Linked DNA regions of Sus scrofa: region 1 is linked to region 2. Evidence: chromatin contacts called from public HiChIP or PLAC-seq data. All regions are on one chromosome and are shown on one strand. Each heading gives the region's core, a stretch centred on a gene start, on an enhancer-like site or on the middle of the called end of the contact. The rest is flanking DNA. Distances are from core to core; before and after follow the strand shown.

The links. HiChIP or PLAC-seq counts read pairs in DNA pulled down with a chosen protein or histone mark.
Region 1: an H3K27ac HiChIP or PLAC-seq map of skeletal muscle shows a contact between it and region 2. The contact joins the promoter of TPM2 here to the promoter of LOC100525024 in region 2. A contact is called at or near these places in 1 of 47 Hi-C or Micro-C datasets (skeletal muscle) and 1 of 2 datasets of contacts at active chromatin or transcription factors (skeletal muscle).

The regions. Positions count from the first base shown.
Region 1 is chr1:236,404,584-236,410,955 of Sscrofa11.1, reverse strand. TPM2 (tropomyosin 2 (beta)) reads left to right here and starts at 1,340. Exons shown (of 9, transcript NM_001129947.1): 1 at 1,340-1,551; 2 at 1,982-2,107; 3 at 5,003-5,136; 4 at 5,229-5,346; 5 at 5,447-5,517; 6 at 5,655-5,730; 7 at 6,232-6,294. The coding sequence starts at 1,438.
Region 2 is chr1:235,792,124-235,799,556 of Sscrofa11.1, reverse strand. LOC100525024 (protein FAM205A-like) reads left to right here and starts at 2,354. Exons shown (of 5, transcript XM_021065319.1): 1 at 2,354-3,517. It overlaps DNAJB5 (dnaJ homolog subfamily B member 5), which reads right to left. Exons shown (of 5, transcript XM_005654514.2): 3 at 5,139-5,383; 4 at 1,744-2,345; 5 at 172-1,607. The coding sequence ends at 1,374.

The DNA of each region.
Region 1 (6,372 bases), core at 91-2,590, 610 kb before region 2:
TCCCCCCACCCCAAGGCGGCTCTCCACTTCCTCTCCCCTCACCCCACCCCAAGGAAAAAGCGAAAACAAACAGCCTCGCACGGGTGCCTCCGATTTCCCGACCCTAGGCCACGGCTCCCGGCTCCGGGAGCTGTTTCTGGCGGCCTCGGTCAGAGGGAACATCTCACCCCCAGCTCCAGACGCCCAGCAGCTCCGTAACTCTTGCCCTCGCCCCTGCCTTCCTTGCCCCATTCCGGCCCCGCCTCCCCACGGGAAACATCCCAAAAAAGGGCAGAAAAGAAATTTCAGCGTAAAGTTGGCCCACAGGGGAAGGGAGGAGAGTCCGCAGGGAGAAGGGGAGGAGAATGGAAGGAGAAGGGAGGGCGCACAGGGAAGCTAGGGGAAATCGGGATGGGTGGGGGTGAGTGGGGGGCGGGCGGTGGGGCCGGTGGACCGCGAGGCGGGGTGAGGAGGGGGACGGAGAGCGACTCGTCCCGGGTGGGGGTGGGGATGGGGGCGGGGAGCGCGGGTCCGGCGGGGCAGAAGTGGCCGCGGAAAATATGCGGGGCACGTGGGGGGCGGGGCGGGCTGGGCGCGGATCCGGGTTCTGCGTGCTCGGCGATGGTAGAGGAGGGGCCCTGGCTCCAGGGGCAGGGGCTGGAAGGGGAAGCGAGGGGAAGAGAGGTCAGGCCCGCCCTCGGGGGCAACAAGCCGGTCCTCGCTCCGAAGGGCTGCCGGGGCTCTGGGCTCGCCTCCTACCTCAGTTTCCCCAAGTCTCTGGTAAGACTCTCCACTATCACCACCATGTCCGTAGCAAAAACCCAGCATCTGGGACTGGGGTAAACTGAGGCACTCAAACTGCGGAGGAGCCCCGCCTCCCAAGAGACATTTAATCCGAGGGGATTTACAGGAAACTTCTAAATTAAGGGCAGCGGCTGCTGCAGTTGAGGGGGGGCCTTTTGGTCCCTGCGCTTGGGGCAGCTGCCGTGAGCTCAAGCCCTGAAATAGCCTCAGGGGCCCCAGCCGCAGCTGCCACCGGGCCAGGCTGTCACTCAGAAGAAGCACGGAGCCCCCTGCCCCAAGGTCCCCTCCCTTCCACAGCGCTAGTGTCTTTCTCAGCAGACCGTCCAGCTACTTTCCCTTCCGACGGCTGGGGGGGATGGGGTGAGGGAGAGGCGGAGCCCTAGGGGGCGGTTCCGAAGGGGTGGGCGTAGGGGGTGGCCGCGCCCCCCCCAACCCTGCTGTGCTTCTGCCCCTACAAGGTTTGGGCTGCAATGGGGGAGGGTCCTGGCCCCCGGCTCCGCCCGGTCCCTCCCAGCCTTTTAGGCGCCCGCGCGGCTGGGACGTCCCAGCCCCGCTAGGTCCTCCTCGTCCGCCACCCGTGCGCCCAGTCAGCACAGCCAGTCCCGTTCGCCCGGTCCACACTGCCCGCCGGCCGGCCGGTCCCCAACAGCAACCATGGATGCCATCAAGAAGAAGATGCAGATGCTAAAGCTGGACAAGGAGAATGCCATCGACCGTGCTGAGCAGGCGGAGGCTGACAAGAAGCAGGCTGAAGACCGCTGCAAGCAGGTGGGGGTCCCAGGCTCTGTGTAACCTCTGTCCCCAATCCGCAACAAGGGCAGCCTGTGCCACTCTGTGCTCCCCAGCCTCTGGCCTGCCGTCCAAGCCTCGCTACCATCCAGTGTGGGGGCTGGGCCTTCACAGTACCCCCAGGGCCCTAGCCAGAGCTACACTTCATCTCACCCACCCTCGTCCGAGGAGCCCCAGTCCCCTAATTTCCACTCCTCCCTTTACAGAGCCATGATGGGCCTTGCTCCTTGGGGCTGGAAGCTTTCTCTCTACTCCCACCAGTTCCCTCCCACACCCCTAGCTGCCCTGACCCTCCTCTGCTATCCCTCTTCCTCTCTGTCAGCCTCTATATATCTCTTAGTACCCCTCACACACACCCCTGCCTCCTGCCTGGGCCTGGGCCTGGCTGACTGAGGCATCTCTCTCCCAGCTGGAGGAGGAGCAGCAGGCCCTCCAGAAGAAGCTGAAAGGGACGGAGGATGAGGTGGAAAAGTATTCCGAATCAGTGAAGGATGCCCAGGAGAAACTGGAGCAGGCTGAAAAGAAGGCCACCGACGTGAGTGTGAACCTGGGGGGACAGTAGGAGACTCAGTGCTTTGGGAGGGGTTCCAGACATGGGGATGAGAGGGACTTTCACCATCAGGACAGAGACGGTTTCCTCTCAGGAACGCAGGCCAGGGCAAGCTTGCACAATTAATCCAAGACAGTGGGTAAATCAAAACCACTTACCACTTCCCCCTGAGAACACAACATTTTAATTCCATTTGGTTCCAGCTCTTAGAAGGCACAGTGATCAAGCAGTGAGTCATCGCGGGGGCGGGTGGCACAAGAATTTACCATCCACCTCAACTAATCTTCCAGCTGAAGATGGAGAGGAGACTGAAGCTACATTTGTGGGGTATGGGGTGTGGGTGGAGGTGCTGTTAGGCAGGAGGAGGGGAGAGGAATCCACAGATGGGCCTTGACTTGAGTTACACTGCTGGGGGGCCATTAGAAATTCCCTGGCCTTGACCTCTGGCTCCAGTGGCCCTGCTGTGTACTGGCGCCCCAGCTCAGGTTCTAACGGTCCCTCATTTACCCTCATTAAGCTGTCAGTCTTGAGACCATGCCAGGCCACAGGGCAGAGGGACAGGGCCACTAATGCCAAGGCAACCACCTTGGCAGCTCCTGTTCACTCTGAGATTTCTCTGCCCACCTCACACCCCCTAACCAGACTTCTCTACCTCCTGTTCTTCCCAGCCCCCACCTTAAGGTAGGAGAACAGCCATAAGACTTTGGCAATGGTACTTTCTCTGCCTCAGGTTCCCCATTTGCCTTCCACCCAGGATTGTTTAAGATGAGCCTGTGGTTGGGTGGATGCAGGGATTAGCACGAGCATGGTCTGAACGGCCGAGATGAAAGAAGACACTACGGTTTGTGTTGACCATTAGCCGTGCTCCCCATCCCCCCAAGCCCCCCAAGATTGGTTTCTCTGACCTCCAGCCTTTGGTTTTTGTTCTTCACCAGTCCTGGCACTTGGGAGGGAGCTGCCCTGCAGCTGCTAGTGAAGATGGCCCCGGGCATCTGACAGTCTATAAATAACCAAGGCCCAGTGCAGCTGGAGGCAGGACTGGAAATCCAAGGAGCTGAGTGGGGGCTGGAGGGGAGCTGGGGAGGCCAGGGACAGAGCTAGGGAAGCAGAGAGGCAGTGTGAGGAGTAGATAAGAAACTGCCCAAATTTATTGTGTGACCTTGAGCACAGCACTTAACTTACACAGTGCCTCAGTTTCCCTTTACTCTCTTGCTTCCCACTAGTCCAGTGGGGACAGCAGTGCCTGTCCTGTGGTTAGAGAGTAGCATCCAGAACTGGGAAGAGCTTAAGAAGCAGAAAATGGCAAAAGTCAATCCTGTGATGCAGGCCCTAGGATCTCCCAGATTCTCCAGTCATTTGTCACCCCACTACTATGAAGCGAGTCTTTTACAGACCTTCATCTCTCTCTCTAGAATAGACCTCCTGTGTCCCCCAGAGTCATTCTTCCCAACCCCCAGTGCTGTCCCCAGAATCCTTCCACACTGAGTCATCCGGCCCTGTGCCCAGGATGGGCTCTTGTCACTCTAGGTGGCTTTCAGCACCTGAAGGATAAGCTGCAACTACTTTCTATATATGGTGCTGTTTCCTCTGCCCTCTGGTATCACTCAGGACCTGCTTTCTACCCCCTCTGCCCCCAGAGCTGCCACCCATCTCTTCCCTTTCACTCTCTCCTTCCTGTACACTGGTCTGTTCTCCTTTCCAATCTCAAATTTCAAGGTCCCTATGTTTTTGTCTTTGAGGGAGAGACAAGGGATAACCTAATATTTATGAGGTGTGGATTCTGTGCAGGCAATGTGCATAAGTGCTTTCTGCATATTATTTTATTATTTCCCAAGGTTGACTTATCATCAGAATCACCTGGAAGATTAAAAAAAAAAAAAAAAATGGACGATTTCTAAGACTCTGCTCTGGAGATCTCAGTTCAGTGGCTCCAGCATGGAGATAGAGCACCTGTTTGTAACAGCCACCTCCCATATGGTCCTCTTAACCCACTATTAAAAGCACTGCATTATCTGAGAATAGCCTACAAAGGAGGAACTGCTATTGTTAACTCTGGTTTAGAAGGAAGAAATTGAGGGTTAGTGAGGCCAAATCTGTTGCCCAAGGTCACACAAGCGTTGAGTGGCTGAGCCCTGGCTCAAAGACAACAGTCTGACTCAGAGCTGATGTTCTTAAGACCAAACTGCAGCGCTTCTCTCATTTTCCTTCCTTGGGGCCCTTCTTGCTCTGTCCTTTTTCTCAAGGCATCATCAATTTCTGTGGACCTTCTCCAAAACTTCCACGGTTTTGCCTCTATACCGCAGGATCAGGGGCTGAGTATCTGCCACTCGCACTGCCCTTGCACTGCCCCCAGTTGCCTCTGGCCTTGGCAGGGAGCCCCTTGCTACAGCCATGGATGTCCTATATAGGCCTGGCTTGCCTCCTGAGCCTCTCGCTGGGCGTCTGCCTGGCAGCCAGTGACGTCAGGGAGCTTGATTCTGGGATTGGCTATTTTTAGCAGCACTGCGGTCTGGTTGGCCTGATTCTTCTCCACCCCTTACCTGGGCCAGGCTCTGTGTGGAGTCAGGGCTGCCTCAGACCTGGTCCCAGCACTTGGAGTGCTCTCAGGAAGGACAGAAGGACCAGTTGCAGATAACCATTGGGAGACTATGCACAGTGCCAGAGGAGGCCCTGGAGCAGGGAGTGAAGCTTGTTCAGAAGTGTATAACGGGCTGGAGCACAGAGTCTGTGCAAAGATGATTGGTTAGGGGAAAAATAGGTTGAAAGTCTGGAGGCCAGGAAGCCCAGGCTCATTCTAACAAGAGTCTTAACCATCCTCCGAAGCCTCTCTGATCCTCATCCAAGGCAAACCCTTTCTGACCTCTGACCTTTGACTCACAGGCCGAGGCAGATGTGGCCTCCCTGAACCGCCGCATTCAGCTAGTAGAGGAGGAGCTGGACCGGGCGCAGGAGCGTCTGGCCACAGCCCTGCAAAAGCTGGAGGAGGCCGAGAAGGCAGCTGATGAGAGTGAAAGGTGGGCAAGGGGGTTCCTCAGAGGGTGGGCCAGGGAGGGGGCTGGGAGCCTGTTTCTGCTGGTCCTGACCCCACCCCCACCCCGCCTCTCAGAGGAATGAAGGTCATTGAAAACCGAGCCATGAAGGATGAGGAAAAGATGGAGCTGCAGGAGATGCAGCTGAAGGAGGCCAAGCACATCGCTGAGGATTCAGACCGCAAATATGAGGAGGTGAGGTGACAGCCCTGCCCAGCTTCCTTCTCACTCACAAGTCCCAGACAGCCCCAAGGCATTCACCCTGATCTCCTCCCCCCCCCCCCCGCCCCCACAGGTGGCCAGGAAGCTGGTGATCCTGGAAGGAGAGCTGGAGCGCTCAGAAGAGAGAGCTGAGGTGGCTGAGAGGTAAGGACACCCCACGGTAGCAAGCGAAACTCGGCCTCAGTCCACAGCCATGGGGCTCTCTGCACTGTAGGGAGGAGTTTCCCAGGCGTGGGCCACAGGGACGGGTCCTGCCTCTGACCCCTACCCGCTGCCCCCAGCCGAGCCAGGCAGCTGGAAGAGGAACTGCGAACCATGGACCAGGCCCTCAAGTCCCTGATGGCCTCAGAGGAGGAGGTAGTCACCTCTCTGGACCTTTCTGGGCAATGACGCCTTCTCTCAGCTCACCTTCCCCTCCATCTCAGGCTGCTCTCTCCCACCTGCTGGGGGTCGGGAAGGGCCTGGGGCTTCCAAACTCTACCTGCTGTCACTCTCACAACTTTGCTCTTCTCTTCTCTCCTCCACCCCTCCCCCACTGTGCCACCTCCACTGTCTCCCTCACTGTGCCCTCACACTCCACCCTGCCACACACCCCCTGCAGTAAATGTGGGGACCTAGAGGAGGAGCTGAAAATTGTTACCAACAACTTGAAATCCCTGGAAGCCCAAGCGGACAAGGTAGAGGGGGGTAGAGGGGCAAGTGAGGATGGGGTCCTTCAGGGGAGGGCGGCGATGGGCCCAGGCAGGGCGGGGCTGGGTGTTCGATGGAGGCAAGATCAGGAGTAGCCTGTGGGGCTCAGTGGAGAAATGAAGGCCTTGTGGAGGCGATGTACTGATGGCATGTGTCTGTTCCTAAAAGTATTCCACCAAAGAGGATAAATATGAAGAGGAGATCAAACTGCTGGAAGAGAAGCTAAAGGAGGTGAGAATCCTTCGAGCCCCCCAATTCCCGCCAGAGACCTCCTGTGCCAGGGGATCCGGGGCAGGGATGGAAGAGCAG
Region 2 (7,433 bases), core at 1,105-3,604:
TATACATTTTGGAAATTCTGGGGATCTGGCCTTAGAGGAAGGAAGGAGTCAGCATCACCTTATCTTGAGGTCCTGCTTGGGCTTCTTAAAGGTGAGCGGGGCTCAGAAGGGAGGTTGACAGTGGTTCTGCATATCTGTCCCCATCACAGTTTTGTTGTTCCTGCTCAGATGTTGTATTTTTAAAATACTTTATTTTTTTCCATAATACTGTCATTACAAAAAAATACAAAAAAACTACTATAAAAACATTCAGGGGCTTGTCAAAGTGAGAAAAACCTAAAAACTCCACCCCAGAACCTGGCTGAAGCAGTCTTACCCTAGTTCCTTCACTATTTGACCTTTATACAACTGTAGGAGAGGGGCGGGGTCACACAGGCATCAAAGGGCTGGAAATTCCTCACGCAGTCTTCATGAAGGGTAAGAAATAAGTAGTGTCATATATCACAAAAATGGGATTTGGAAGTTTAGGGGTGGCTAGGCCCTGAGTTCAGAGGTGTGGGGAGAAACCTGTGACCCTGAATCTCTTGGTGGGGAATAGCTGCCACCTGACCCCAAAACCCTTTCCCTTCCTGATGAAGGCTGGGAGATGGACCCTGCCCTCCACCTCTTAGCCTTAATACAGCAGGCCCCTTCCCCTCCCTCTACCCTTGCACACTCCTGAGAGCAGCGGGGAGGACAGACCTTCCAGCTCTGCAGGGTCTTGGCAGAGGAGCTGTCAGGGAGACTGCTGAGGGCCCTGTTCACCTCCCTGCCGCAAATGAAAAGTGTCTCGTGCTCAGTGGCCCAGTTCATGGGTTATGGACCTTCCCTTCCTATCTCAACCCCAGAGAGGCACACACGACTCTAGGTGTGTGCTTCGTGTGCATGAATATGTGTGGTGTGTGGTAACCTTGGACACTGTGGACTTGGGGGTGGTACTGAGGTGGGAAAGCAATGTCCATTTTATCCTCTTCCTCCACCAACAGGAGAAAGCTGAAGGGAAGGGCAAGGAGAGGTATTAGCAAAGCTGAGAGGGGAAGAAAGACATGCTATTTACAGGTGTGGACAGGGAATCTCTATATCTTCAAGTAGCACTCGGGTCACTCTCCAGCCACTGGAGTGGGAACTGGATTCAAAGATAGTGACATGAAAATTGACCCCTGGTCTGGGCTAACTCTCCCCAACTCCCTCCCTCCCACTCCCCCAGGGCAGCCCAGCTCTGAAAGGGGTCAGGGACAGGAATATTTTTCCTGAAAACCAGTGGCTATTTTTTTTTTTTTTTTTGCATTTTAGAAAAGGTTGCCAGTGTCCAGTGGACATCAAGCTGGGTGCACATTGGATGGGGTGTGTGTGGGGTATTGCTGTGGTAGACTCTGGACTGGCTGGGGCAGAGCCTAGGAACAAGGTAGGTGCTGCTTAAGGATCTGTCGTGTTTGTGGTGTTAATCTATCTGGGAAGCGAACTTTGAACTCGACAATGAGGTCTCCCCGCTGGGTGGGCACCTTGGGGAAGGGAAGGCCCTCCCCACGGAGTCTCTTCACGGTGCCTGGTTTGATGACATCATTGCAGGGCAAAGGGATCACTCGGCCATCAATGGTGGGAATGTTCACGGTGCAGCCACACAGTGCCTGGGGAAAATGAGACAGAGAATGAGGAAAAGGTACGGTAGAGTAATTGGGAAGGGAAGAAAAACTGGAGTAAGAATGTCTCCATCACTGCCACCCCCCACCCATAAACACACATACAATTGGATCCAGGCCCCACCTCCTTGAGGCTGATCAGGGCGCTGTAGAGCACATTGGTGCCATCTCGGCGGAAGTGTGCATGGGGCTTGTCTTTGAGCACGAAGACGATGTCGGCAGGGATGTTGTCAGGTGTGGCATCGCCCTCTTTGGGGAAGGTGATCTTGGTGCCTTCCTTCCAGCCACGCTTGATGACAATGTGTAGGATCTTGTCCTCGGTGCGTACAGTTCTCCCGTCAGGGTTGAGGCGCCGCCTTGTGATCTTCATGCGTTTGGTGGAGCCGTGGTAGATTTCCTCCAGGGATACCCTCAGCTCATGCACCACAGGTGGGTCCTGCACCTTGCGCCGAGGGTAAAGTGGTTCTGGGGCTCGCCTCGGACCTCTACTCAGCCCATTGAAGCCAAAGCGGCCAAAAGCGCCAAATGGGTCCTCATCTTCATCCACATCCATGTCATCTGGGTCAAAGCCACTGAAAGGTCGAGTGGAACGACTGCTGGCAAAGAAGATATCGAAGGGGTTGGAGCCTCCAAAGAAGGAGGCAAAGGTGGCATGGGGGTCCCCATGAAAGGTGTAGTGAAAGGAGCCACTGGAGCCACCTGATGAACCACCGCCGGTCTTCAGGCCTGGAGGGAGGAGAAGTTAGGGGCAATGTTGCTGGTCTCAGCCCCACCCGGTCTCTTCCCCTTGCCCTCTAGGTCCCAATTCATGGGCCTAGAGAAAGAAGCAAACTTTAACTTCCACAGCAAGGGCTGGACTAATAGAGTAAGAAAAATCACTGGCAAGATTAATTTCTACTCTTAATTATGTGTTTAGTAATAAGACACATCTTGAGGTTCAAAGAGGCCGTTAACCAATAAATGGAAAAGCTAAGACTAAAAGACTTGTAGGATGTGACTTCCAGTCCTGTAATCTCTTCCATGTGACCCAAAGATGTCTCACAAAACCTTGAATGGCTGGCCTGGGGGTCACATTGCAAGTTATACCTGGTTCCTAAATTTTTGCTTATCTCCAAAGACACAAAGGGCAAGAGGCAGTCAAACAGAATTTGACCATACAAGGGGCTAATGAATGACCTGTCCCAAATAAGGTGGAGATACAGTCCAGCAGGAAGTCCACTCTCACTCTATTTCTAGCACGGTTTCCTTTTTCTCTGACTCCTGCTTGAAGAAGAGGAGCTCTTTGTCTACAAAAGATTTGCAAATGCTTCGTTCCCACACTCAGGACTCACAGTACTGCACAACTCCAGACGATGCCATTTACACACTGGACAGGCATAGACTGCAATGGGAATGGAGCTCCTTGGAGTTATACAACACTAAGCCTCACACCCCATACCTAATGTCAGAACAGCCAAAATGCATGAATGAGCTGGCACATTGTGGGTGGTGACCCCAGCTGCTCTCTCTGGAGTCAGGTTCTATCTAGGGGCTTAGATTCCTGGAGGCATTCTTCATGGGGAGGATGGTAGTGGCTGTGATGGGAGTAGTAGCGGGGTATAGGGAGGAGTAAGGGGGGGCATTAACAGTGAGAAATTATCTAGAACACATAAACTCAGTGGTGGGGCTCAGACTAGGGGAGAGGACTCATCTCTTTGAGGCCTTTATCTAGAATTTCATTGGCTGTTGATGCCTGAGCCTAATTTAGCTTCTTATTTCCTGGGACTACAAGAGGAGCTTTGTGTTTCATTAGAGAGGCCAAGTGGCAAGCAATTCGGAGACTCATGGCAGCTGCCTCTTCACCCCTCCCCTAAAACTCAAAGTCTGTTTTTTCCTTCTATTGAGGATCTGATTATCAGGTGAGTTTAAGAAGCATGGCAGAGCTCAGTGAGAGAGGGAGGTTGGACTAACAATGACAAGAGGGGGTAATTTCTCTGTAGGGATTCCTGCTGTACCTCTACCACACCCTTTACAAGCTGGGAACAACTTGTCCCCAGCTAGGGTGGCACACAGAGTCTATGTGCACAACTGTTCTGGCTGGCTACTAAGGAGGGGACAAGGTGGACAAAAATACGACCTGCATTTCCAAGGCTGCTACTCCCTTCCCAGGCCCTGGCTGTCTCTTTAAGGTTGTACTGCATCCTTAGGAGCCCTCCTGGGATGTAGATCTGCATTAGAAGCGGTGTCTGGATCTAGGGGCTGAGCTTTGCCCTTCTGTTTGGTCATGCAGGAAGGGAGGGCCCAGCTCCCACCTTCTTCCTAAATAAAGATGAGGCTGAGCAGAAGAATGGGTGTAATTCCTAGACAGGTCACATGGTGGCATGGTGTCTGCACTGCTTCCCTCTTTCACACCACTACCCCTCCCATCCCTCCGCCCGGGGAGAGAAACATTTCTTAGCTGAGACAATAATGGGGATTCCAGCAGATGCCTGGTGAATCTGGGAATTGGCAAGTCTAGTAGGTAAGGAGGGAAAAAAAATGGAACTAGTGGCATGGAGAATAAGAAGAGGGGGTTGGGAGGACTGGGGTGCACAGAGGATAGGGGAATGGAACACAAAGCAAGGAAGAGGAAAGGAAAAACATTCTTTTGAGCACCTGCTTTGTATCAGATACAGTCAGATCATCAGCTCATCTAATTTTGAGGCTTGAATGGGAGAGTAAGGAGGACACCGTGGATGCTCTTAGGGAGGAAGGACAGTTCCTCCTGGGAAGGAGAGTCCTCAGCTGTGACAATATCTCTTAATATAGCCTGACAGGTGCTTGTGGCTGGCGGGTGGCAGGCGGCCCTGAGGGGCAGGCCCAGAATTAGCAGCTACATCACGCTCGTGGGATGTGCTGGGAGGAGCCGCCTCTCAGAGGCTTTATTTGGGCCTTTCCTGCCACCCTGTGCGTGGCCACCAGCTACCCCAGGGAGGGAGCAAGATGCCAGCAGCAGTTCCCCTTCCGCTCTTGGATCCCTGCCACTTCCTCAGGGAGTCAAAACTCTACTTCTGTTCTGCTGGCCTGAAGTGGGCAGGAAGGGGGCAGGGAAGGGGACAATCATCTCTAGCTCAGAGCTCCAGTGGTTAATTCCCAGGCTGCTTAAGGGCCAAACTTTTATGCTGATGATTATAAATGCTCTGTCCTCAGAGAGCCACACACACTCCCTTTCCTAACCTTCTCCATCAGCCAATGAAGCAGCAGGGACTTCAGGCAGGACTAATAAGGCTGGGAAGAAAAGCAGGGCGGGGAAGGCCTCTGGCTCTAGTTTCTCTAAGGCCTGGACTTGAGGAGGGAGAGAGGTAGAGAGAGGCAGAGAGAACTATGGTGAGCTGAGGTGGATAGCGGGTGGTCTCTTCTCTCCTCTGGATGTCAGTGCTGGGAACACTTGTTTCCCTCACCCCCTGCTCAGTCTCCAGTTCCCTGCTTTGAGCACTGGGTTACCCAGGACCCCAGACAAGAACAGGTGTCCAGTATCTGGCTGGAGCACTGTCCTCTTACCTTCCTCCCCATATTGGTCATACAGGCCCCGTTTCTTAGGGTCACTCAGCACATCATAGGCCTCAGCAATCTCCTTAAACTTCTCTTCAGCATTGGGTTCTTTGTTCTTGTCTGGGTGGTACTTCAATGCCATTTTTCGATAGGCTTTCTTGATCTCATCTTCGTTGGCTCCCGACGGAATTCCAAGAATCTTGTAGTAATCCTTCCCCATCACAGCCACTGGACCGGCACTGGTCTCCTTGTTTCTGAAAGAAACCAGGGCCAATCCTTGATGCCCCTATTCCCTTCTACCCCAGTACTGTTCCTGATGATCTTGCAATCCCTAAACGACTCACTGTGTAACTTTCAGCAGGTCATGCCTGTTCTGTGGACCTCTGTCTCTCCATCAGTAAAATGAAAGGTTTGGACTAGATGATCTCTTCCACCTCTGACATTCTAGTATTCTGTGATTCTTTTCTTAGCTCCTGGGCCTTCCCAGCAGGAAGCTGGGGGCTGTGGCCCACTTCTTGGGGCTAAACTAAGGGCTAGGTCCTTGGGTCAGACTGAGGATCCTCAAGAGCCCTGCAGAGTGAGGTGGCACCATGGACTGACAGATCCACACACAGAAGCTGGTGAAGATCTGTGCTCTGGGTGAGGTCACCTGAGCATCGTGGTCTCCTACGCCATGGCTCAGGCATGGTGCCCAGACTAAGGGCAGCTGGGGCAGTGGCCCAGGACTGGGAACAGGCCTGGGTCTTCTGCCAGCTACCTTGGCCAGCCAGGCTGAGTCAGGGTGTGGGTGCCTGGATTTCTCTCGGCCATTGGAGACCCCAGGCCTCCCTGCCCCCGCTCCTCAAACCATGCTAAGTCTCACGTGTGATTCAGATCAGAGGATGACTCACAGCCTTTGGAAACTGCTGTTTCTAACTCCCTCATTAGTCGGGGGAGTGGTGAGTGTGTGACACTGTCCTTTCCCCAACCAGGACAACAGTTCCTTTTACTCATTTCCCAATGTCTACACACAAAACTATGTATAAGATATGTCTGTGCCACCTAGGCTTCATTGTTAGTGAACAAAAGCATTCTGGAGATAGGTAGGGCCTTTTAAAATAGTTGTTAGGAGACAACTGGGCACTAACCACCATTTCCTTAATACATTCTCTACCAGTCCTTTCCTTTCACCTGCCCTATGGTTTAGGACCTGGCCCAGTGCCAGGCCCACACTCCTCTGATAGTTCCTTCCATGCTGGGTGCAGAGATATTTGTTATTTATAAGAGGGAGAAATACAGGGCTCTAGTTCTTCCACTTTAATCTCCCTCCACCAATGTCTCTGCAATGGATATGAGAGAAGGGAACTTTCTGTAGCTAGAGCTATTTGGGGGAATGACCAGAAGCCATCTGCCAACCCTTCTGAAACTTGGCCAACCCCTGCCAAAGCCCGTAGAACCAGAGTCTTTCTAGCAATGTCCTAGGCTGGCAGCCACAGCTGAGGCCTGCTTTTATGCCTCTGCTTCAGAGAAGTATACAGGGTTTTCTGGCAGCAGTGAGGGCTTCAGTGGGTCAGGGCAGACCTCAAGGTCCCAGGTAGGCAGTGACAATGGCCCTAGTTCCTGCCCCCACATGGCCTGTTGCAGGTGGCTGGGTTGACTCATGGTTCTGGGAGTCACCTCGTTCTGATGAAGAGAAGTCTCCATTAGGGCGGATACTCCCCCTTTCCCCCCTACCATCATGTCATGCCTGGTGGGGGAGGCTGGGGTTGGGGGAGGCAGAGAAAGAGCATATGGGGGAGGGCAGCCATTTTCGGAAGCAGCAGTAAATGCGTCTGAGAGGTGAGCTGGGGGTGGTCTGCCATCTCTGCCTCAGCCCACACCTTCTTTCCCCGGAAACTGAGAAGGAACCCGAGCACACCAAGAGGTGCCTTCAGAGAACTGTAGCAGTTTTTAGGCAGAGAGTGAGTGGAACGGCTTGCCGTCCCCTCACCCTCCCCTTGCTGTCCCTGCATTACCTCTTCATCTGGCCAGCTTCCTCCCTGGCACCCACCTGCTAGCTGTTTTAGACCTATAATTCTCTTGCCTCCACAGACATAGGGCAAGCTCTTTCAAGAACTGCTTTTTCCCTCCTTCTTTCCTCCCTCCCTCCTTTTCTCCCTCCCCTACCCACAAGCCACGTGTTGGAGTGACAAAGGAGCCCCATGGCATGGCACTGCCTTTGATGGAGAATGTTAATGTAGAAGCAGGAATGAAAAATGAGAAATGGCAAGGGTGACTGATATAGGGAGGGGGAATGGTTGATACAGAAAATGAAGCACTGATGGA